Regions from separate parts of the Sus scrofa genome. Here region 2 is linked to region 1. A link is a contact called in public Hi-C data. All regions are on one chromosome and are shown on one strand. The core of a region is the stretch at or near the end of the contact, and the rest is flanking DNA. Distances in the headings are between cores, read along the strand shown. Region 1 holds the start of CCDC180 (coiled-coil domain-containing protein 180). Region 2 overlaps TMOD1 (tropomodulin-1).

The links. Hi-C and Micro-C count contacts between places; a contact is called where the count stands out from the background.
Region 2: a contact with region 1 is called in a Hi-C map of fetal skeletal muscle, with 1.8 times the contacts expected there. The contact joins the enhancer-like site here to the promoter of CCDC180 in region 1. A contact is called at or near these places in 3 of 5 promoter capture datasets (fetal liver, fetal skeletal muscle and liver), 9 of 47 Hi-C or Micro-C datasets (embryonic fibroblasts, fetal skeletal muscle, heart right ventricle and 6 more) and 1 of 2 datasets of contacts at active chromatin or transcription factors (alveolar macrophages).

The regions. Positions count from the first base shown.
Region 1 is chr1:239,205,857-239,209,449 of Sscrofa11.1, reverse strand. CCDC180 (coiled-coil domain-containing protein 180) reads right to left here and starts at 1,822. Exons shown (of 42, transcript XM_021085122.1): 1 at 1,747-1,822; 2 at 1,400-1,499; 3 at 40-243. The coding sequence starts at 1,822.
Region 2 is chr1:239,464,437-239,468,029 of Sscrofa11.1, reverse strand. It overlaps TMOD1 (tropomodulin-1), which reads right to left. Exons shown (of 10, transcript XM_003353588.5): 10 at 1-1,887. The coding sequence ends at 1,823. TSTD2 (thiosulfate sulfurtransferase/rhodanese-like domain-containing protein 2) reads left to right here. Exons shown (of 10, transcript XM_005660262.3): 10 at 1-1,439. Among named protein-coding and RNA genes, the nearest start is that of NCBP1, 26 kb to the left of the region's middle. Within about 2 kb of position 1,884, at least 12 of the 83 cell types and tissues checked have an H3K27ac peak or open chromatin away from gene starts, as enhancers often do. A contact at or near this core is called in fetal liver, fetal skeletal muscle and skeletal muscle, where this site is marked.

The DNA.
Region 1 (3,593 bases), core at 573-3,072:
GAGGGAGGCCCTGTACTGAAGGGTCCCGCCGCTTCCGACCTGTAGAAAGTACCGCTCAAGCTAGCCGGGCTTCTTCCAGCCTCAGCTGCAGCAAGACACTTTTGGTCTCCAAGGCAACGCAGAGGGGCGGGAGCTCCGCTGACCCCGCCCTCACTTCCTTTCCTGGGTGGAGGCGGGGTTGCCCTTAGCAACTGGAGCTCCCGCGCCTGGAGTAGTGAAATTCCTGCCAGTTGCTCCGCAGTACTAGGGATATCTCAGGACTGGCAGGAGCATCCTGAGCAACACGCTGAATATTCTGAAAAGTACTCTACTAGTAGACACTGGTAGAGACAAGAGATGCAGCTCTGATTCACTGTGGTCTAGATAAACCATCCTATCTTCCTGTCTTGACTAAAGCCAACTTCTGGTGGGAAGTAGCATACAGCAGTGGTTGGCTATAATTAAGAGGCAGAAAGCATCTCTAAAAGAGACCTATCTTTCTTAGATTAAAAGCGGTTGAAGGGCTCGGAATCTGGGCTTCAAGGCTTGAATGGAATTACAATAAAAATACTAATCTATATGACTCTTTGAGGCCCATTCATCCAAGTCCCTCTATGTCCCTTCCTGCCTGAGGCCTTGGTCTCTACATCTGTCATCAGAGAGGACTGGGCTAGAATGCCCCTGAGTCTCAGCTCTCATGTCCCCCCAGCGTTAGTGCCCAAAGCCTGGCCCAGGTCCAAGTCCTGTTTTCTCGGTGTGCACTGCCCCCTCGAGGGCTCTTGCGGTAGTACATCATGAGAGGGGTGAGGATGGGGGGCTGGTTCTGGGCTTCCTGGCTTTCTGATGGACTCTGGCGGTCTGCCCCCTAGGGGAATCAGATCACTTATTGAGAGAGTTTGATAACAGAGAAGCAGGAGACTTATTGAAATGGCAGATGGGGGAAGGTGGCTGCCCTCAAGGACAACTTCCTGGAGGGAAGGCTATTTACACCTATTTCTGAGAACAGGTAGGGCCTGGATGGAACTGGAAGGAAGGAGGGTTCCCATTGGTGCAAAGACCCAGGACTGGACCTCTGCCTCTCTACTTACCCCTGCAAGGCTTCTACAGCATCCTTCGCCCAACCTGTTTGCATTCTGTCCTTCCCTCTGGCCTCAGGAATACAAATTAATGAGAGAAATCCTGCTTCTCCAGGTGGCTGAAAGCCATTACAACCTCAAGCATAAGGAACAATTTAGGGCATGGTTCCAGGACACGAAGCAGCTCAGTGAGAATGAGAGGTGAGGCCAGGAAGGAGCTGGAGTGAGAGCAGGTACAAACTCTGCCTTCACAGCCAAATCTTCCTGGGGGTCAGCTCCAAAGAGTCTATGGCCACAGTTTCCTGGGTGACCCAGACCTTGTTACATGGTGACCTGCGGTGCACCTGAACTCCAGCTGCTGGGAGGCAGTGGGAGGGACACCTGAGGGGTGGCTCCTGGTAGGCTCACAGGTACCACTCTGTTCTGCCAGCTGGAGCCCATGTCCTAGAGAGCCAGCAGAATATTAGAGGCCAAGAAGAACTGGCCATTGTCAAGCCCAGGGGTGAGTGAGTGTCCAGCCTGGCAGCAGCTGAATTCTAAGGGCAAAGCATGGTCTTGGGGAGTCAGATCCTAGATTTATTATTACTGCCCATGCCTGGGTGATTCACCTCAGCTTTCTGGGACTCAGTTTCCTTCTCTGTGAAATGGTGATGCTAAATGATCTCTCACAAGATGGGGACAAATGAGGTACTGTTGACTGTTGGAGCACTCAGCACAGGGTCTGGAACACAGAGTGCAGTGGGGGTGGGGCAGGGAGGCTGGGTCATGACATTGGGGGAGACTTTCAAGGTGATCTCTCTCCTCTATGCAGCCACCAGGCCCCAACACAGAGCCCAGGGCCTATGGCAGGTCATACTCCTGAGACCAGCTCAAGTGCAACCTCTTCCTCAGCAATGGGGACACAGCAGGGCACTTGGAGGTGCACTGAGCCAGCTCCTCCTGCCCTGAGGTGAAGGATAACATTGTGAGCCTTTTCCTGGGGGTCTCCTGAAAGTCAGGAGAAGAGGGAGTGACTCTACCCTCTACCCCTTCTCCCTGACAGTTCTTCCCTAGCATCTAGTTACCTGCTGGAGAGGGCAATATTTATTTGTTATAAATAGTAAATGCTAGAGTTCCCATCGTTGCGCAGTGTAAATGAATCCAACTAGGAACCATGAGGCTGTGGGTTCGATCCCTGGCCTCGCTCAGTGGGTTAGGATCCAGCATTGCCATGAGCTGTGGTGTAGGTCGCAGACATGACTTGGATCTGGCATTGCTGTGGCTCTGGCGTAGGCTGGCAGCTATAGCTCTGACCTGGGAACCTCCATATGCCACGGGTGCAGCCCTAAAAAGACAAATTAATTAATTAATTAATTAAAAAATAGTAAATGCTAGATTTGAATATTATTGTATTTTTTTTAACAGCCTGAGAGACAGTTTGGTTCCTTCACTTCCCATGCTAATTTCAATGGGATACAGACTCCTACATTCTTCCTTGAACTAAGACCTCTTTCAGGATCATCGGCTTTCTGCATGTGGGAGGAGATTAGGCCAGTGCCCCTCTCTGGCTACTGAAGGAAACCCTCAAGTCCCCCTTCCTCAGAGGACATGGTCATTTCAGTGTCATTAACCTGGGCCAGGAGCAGAGACAGGCCCTCAGAACTCTTGGTATTTGGAGGTTGAAGGTACTTCCCCAGGCATAGCCATAACCATTGAAATATAGGTGTCTTTTATTTTTATTTATTTATTTATTTATTTTTGCTATTTCTTGGGCCGCTCCCGCGGCATATGGAGGTTCCCAGGCTAGGGGTCCAATTGGAGCTGTAGCCACTAGCCTATGCCAGAGCCACAGCAACGCAGGATCCGAGCCGCGTCTGCAACCTACACCACAGCTCACGGCAACGCCGGATCGTTAACCCACTGAGCAAGGGCAGGGACCAAACCCGCAACCTCATGGTTCCTAGTCGGATTCGTTAACCACTGCGCCACGACGGGAACTCCCTGTAGGTGTCTTTTAAAATACCACTTGCCAGGACCATTTCCTGCCCCAGGACAGTGGCTCCTTTTTTCCTTTTTTTTTTTTTTTAGGGCCGCACCTGCAGCTTGTGGAAGTTCCCAGGCTAGGGGTCAAACCAGAGCCGCAGCTGATGGCCTACACCACAGCCACAGTGATGTGGGATCCGAGCTGCATCTATGACCTACACCACAGCTCATGGCAACACTGGACCCTTAACCTACCAAGTGAGGCCAGGGATTGAACATGTATCCTCATGGGTATTAAGTCAGGTTCATTACTGCTGAGCCATGACAGGAATTCCAGTGGCTGCTTTTTTAGAGCTCTTAAGGAAGAGAACCTATTTTCTGCTTCTCTTGTTGAGATTTCTTTTGGCCAAATATTAGGAACTCATAGTTTTCTAGTTCAGTCTCTAGAATTGCAGCAGCACTAAGTGGCAAGAAAATGTAAAGAGATCAAATGGCACAGGTAGAAAGGACAAGGCCAGAGGAAGATGGACTTTCCGTATGCAGTCTCCCTCTAGGGCCTAGATTTGAATCTCTTAG
Region 2 (3,593 bases), core at 635-3,134, 260 kb before region 1:
TCATTTTTTATTGATTTAGTTTGTGTGAAAGATTTCCCTGTGCTAGTCTGCTTCCCCCAGCACCCACATCCTTAGCTCCTAAGTGTGCTCTTTGAGAGATTCACTTTAGCTCGATGACACTGACATGTAGGCAGTAGTTTTTAGGTGAACACCTCAGGATTAGAAGACGTTCTGTGTGAACTTATTCAGAATTGCCACAGTGGTTTCCCAGTCTCCTGGCCATCATGTGTCCCTAGCCCACAAGTCCCAAAAAACACATGAACACCCATTCATAGACCAACAGATTTAATATTATATTGCAGTTTCCAGTGATGCAGAATACAGCTGCAATTGTGTTTCAAGGAGAAGCCGAGTGGGGCTGGCCGTCTCTGCAGCATGGAGCCACTCCCGGGCCCATCTGCAGCCTCAGTAGATACTCCTCCATAGTGGTGAGGCCCTGGCTCCACCTCTGGTTACCCTGTACTGTCCACGTCATTACAGTTCAGTGTGCAAGACTTGCCCTTTTTCATCAAAAGCCTCTCTGCGCAGTGCTCTGCGGCTTAGTCTGTGCTCATCAGCTCTTTGGCCTGTCCTTTATCATAAGATTTGCTGAATCACTCATGAAAATAACTCCCCAAGCAACAGAAATACTAGTTTAACTGGCACTGTGGTATATTAAAAGGCACAAGGGCATTGAGCTTAACATTTTTGCTGGATCTCAAGAGATGCACATGATGTTAAAAGGGATCCGGCAGAAATGCCAAAATTACATTTTAAGAATAATCATCTAGGGATGGTTTGGCCAGGTTTCCTGATTCCTAAACATCTGGATTGTCTTCACCATTGGTCTTGAGAGGCTTAATTGACAGGCATGAGATCAGCGGTGACTTGACAAATGAGTGACATGACAGGTAGTTGAATTCTGTAAGCTTAAGCCATGATAGACTAGAAATTTGTCTCTCTAGTGTCTTATCTCACATGAGGCATTGGTCCGCTGTGCGATAGAGAAAGGTGTTTGGCCATAGGTTTCACATCCACTGTAAGATTGGCATTATATATAAGGAAGAAATTTTCTGACTCCGGTATCAAATTGTAAGTAAATCCCAGGTGTTCATAAAGAACATAGGGAAATGTTTGTTGTCTGGAATAGGTTTTTTAAAAAGAATAAAAAAAGGACAGTTTTAAAAATTTGAAATTCCACCATTGGCTTTTTGTATTATTTCCTTGTATCCAGTATAAGGAATCTTATGTTCTTTGATTCCTGGCAGAGCTTTGTCGCTTCAGTCTTTCTTTCTTGAGGGGGGAAAAAAAATTGTGTTCTTGATCCAAAAATCAGTTTGGCAACCTTAATCTTGAGGTTCTTAAAATTTAAAGGAGTGTTAATAAAGAATGTTGATCTGTCTCGTTTTCTAGAGAGCTAAGATCAAATTTGTAATAAAGTATCTTACAACGCTTTTAAACCACATGGAAGAGGGTGCTGTTTTTTCATGTCTCGTATTTTAAATGCACCTGAAACACCACACAGCAAGGCCACCCAAACGGGGCTCCAGGGGGTAAGTCACTGCTGCTATAATATCGTCTTCAGTAAGATCTGCTGGTTCAGGGGCTTCTTAGTTTTTAAATAATAACCAGACTGAACTTCTGTGACTAAAGAAAAACTTCACATTAACCATAGTTTATAAAAGTTTCAACTACAACCACTAGCTAACCTAAAACCTTAGTGCATAAAGAACTGAACCACAGCAGGGTCTGTGCCGGCACTTTGCCTTCCGGTTTCCACTGCAGAGCACAGCTTATCAGTAGGACACGTCCAGTTCAAAGGCGTGGTCAGCACCCGCACACACTAGATGCCACTCCGGCACTTGGGAATGATGGGCCCGGTCAAGTCTGCCAGCCTTCTCTTCCTCACTGGAAAGGAAAGATGAGACATGAACCAGCTGTCCCTGTGCATCAGGAGCCACCACCATGGCTGAGTGCTGGGAGGCTTCTCACCAACTTCCATTAGCACAGTCTGGAGTCTGTTGTTTTTTGATTGATTTTTTTTTTCTTTTTTTTTTGGTGTGGAAGTTCCTAGGCCAGAGATTGAATCCATACCACAGCTGTAACCAGAGCCACAGCAATGACAAGACCAAATCCTCAACCCGCTGAGCCACCAAGTCTGTTGTTCTTAAAGGACAGTTGTGAGTGGTCACTGAGGAGGGTCTCTAACTGGCGTGGATTTGTTCATGAACTACTTGTATATCGCCAGTCACACAGATAGAAAGCCCACTTCATCCAATTCTGCTCTCTTCCTTTGTGTACAGAGGCTCTGTGGTTGGAGATCCTTACTTTGGTTCAGATAAGAGTTCAGTTCAATCAATCTTAATGAAATCTTAACCTGCTGGAAACATTTCGCCCAGCCTTCTCAGAGCTCCTGGCCTGCCTGTGTAAACAGCCGTGTCTGCCCTGAAAATTACTCTGGATTATCTGTGTCTCCTTAGGGTTAACCTTGACATTTTCCCAGGGCAAGACAATCTAGGCCCAAACACTGTTCACATAACAACGTAGTTGAATGTTGTAAAGAGGGAAGCATAAGCCAGGGGGTTGCAGGCTGAGGTTATTAGCTTGCAGGTAGTGGGATGGTTGCCAGCAGGCCAGGGGTAGGGGTCCCCTCTGTTGTAACAAGGAAGAGAGAGTGTGTGAAACAAATGACTGTGCCTGCAGATGAAAACCAAGCAGTAAGCTAGGTCAGCCACAAGAGAAAGGTCAAAGACCTCTGTAGAACCAGTAGGTGCAGTCAAGGGGGCTGCTGGTGTGGCAAAGGCAGGAAGCTATTGGGAGAAGAAAAAAGTGTCTATGCTTAGAAGTGTTTTCCAGTTCCCGAGCCGAGCAGGTAGATGCATATGAGCTGCACCAAGAACTGAATGGGCCTGTGCGGGACACTGAGCGTACAAAGCAGAACCACCAGGAAGGTGTGTCACTCAGGCTGTGGCTAGGAGCCGGCACGGAGGGACACGGGAGCACACAGGCCGCCCACTCTGGGGCCTAGAATTCAAACTTTGCCTGAACTCCTCCTCTCCTCTCCACTCCCCCAGAAAGAAAAATTAATGTAAATCAGCGGCAGTCTCCTGGAGAGAGGACTGTGTCTGGCCAGATTCCTGGAGACCATCAGAATGCTCAAGAGCTGTGGGAGAACAAAAACCAAAGCCCAGAGAGCAGAAGAGGTTTGCCCAAAGCGACCCAAGGGGTTACATGAGCCAGGCTTGGCTCTATCTCCGTTAGCTGTACAAGCGTCACACCCCTTTCACTCTCAACCCCTCATTGGCGCCCCTCCAGCAGTCCTGGAGTGTCAGTGTTGTTAGCATTGCCACGTTATGGCAGACAGGGTACATTTCTTGCTCAAAGCAATAGAGCTGGTACCAGATGGAACAAGGCTGGTGAGCCGCAGTTCAGTGCTCCCTTGGAACAGTCTATATTGTCCCTGTCTATATAGGCTCTATATATGGTCCACATCTCATCTGATTCTCACAAGGAGGACTGGCTCCTTTCCCCTGGAGAAGAGAAGGGAGCCAGGGTCCCTGAGAGTGAGCAGAAGAGCCAGGACAAGAACCTGAGTCCCCAGCCCATGGCCCAGG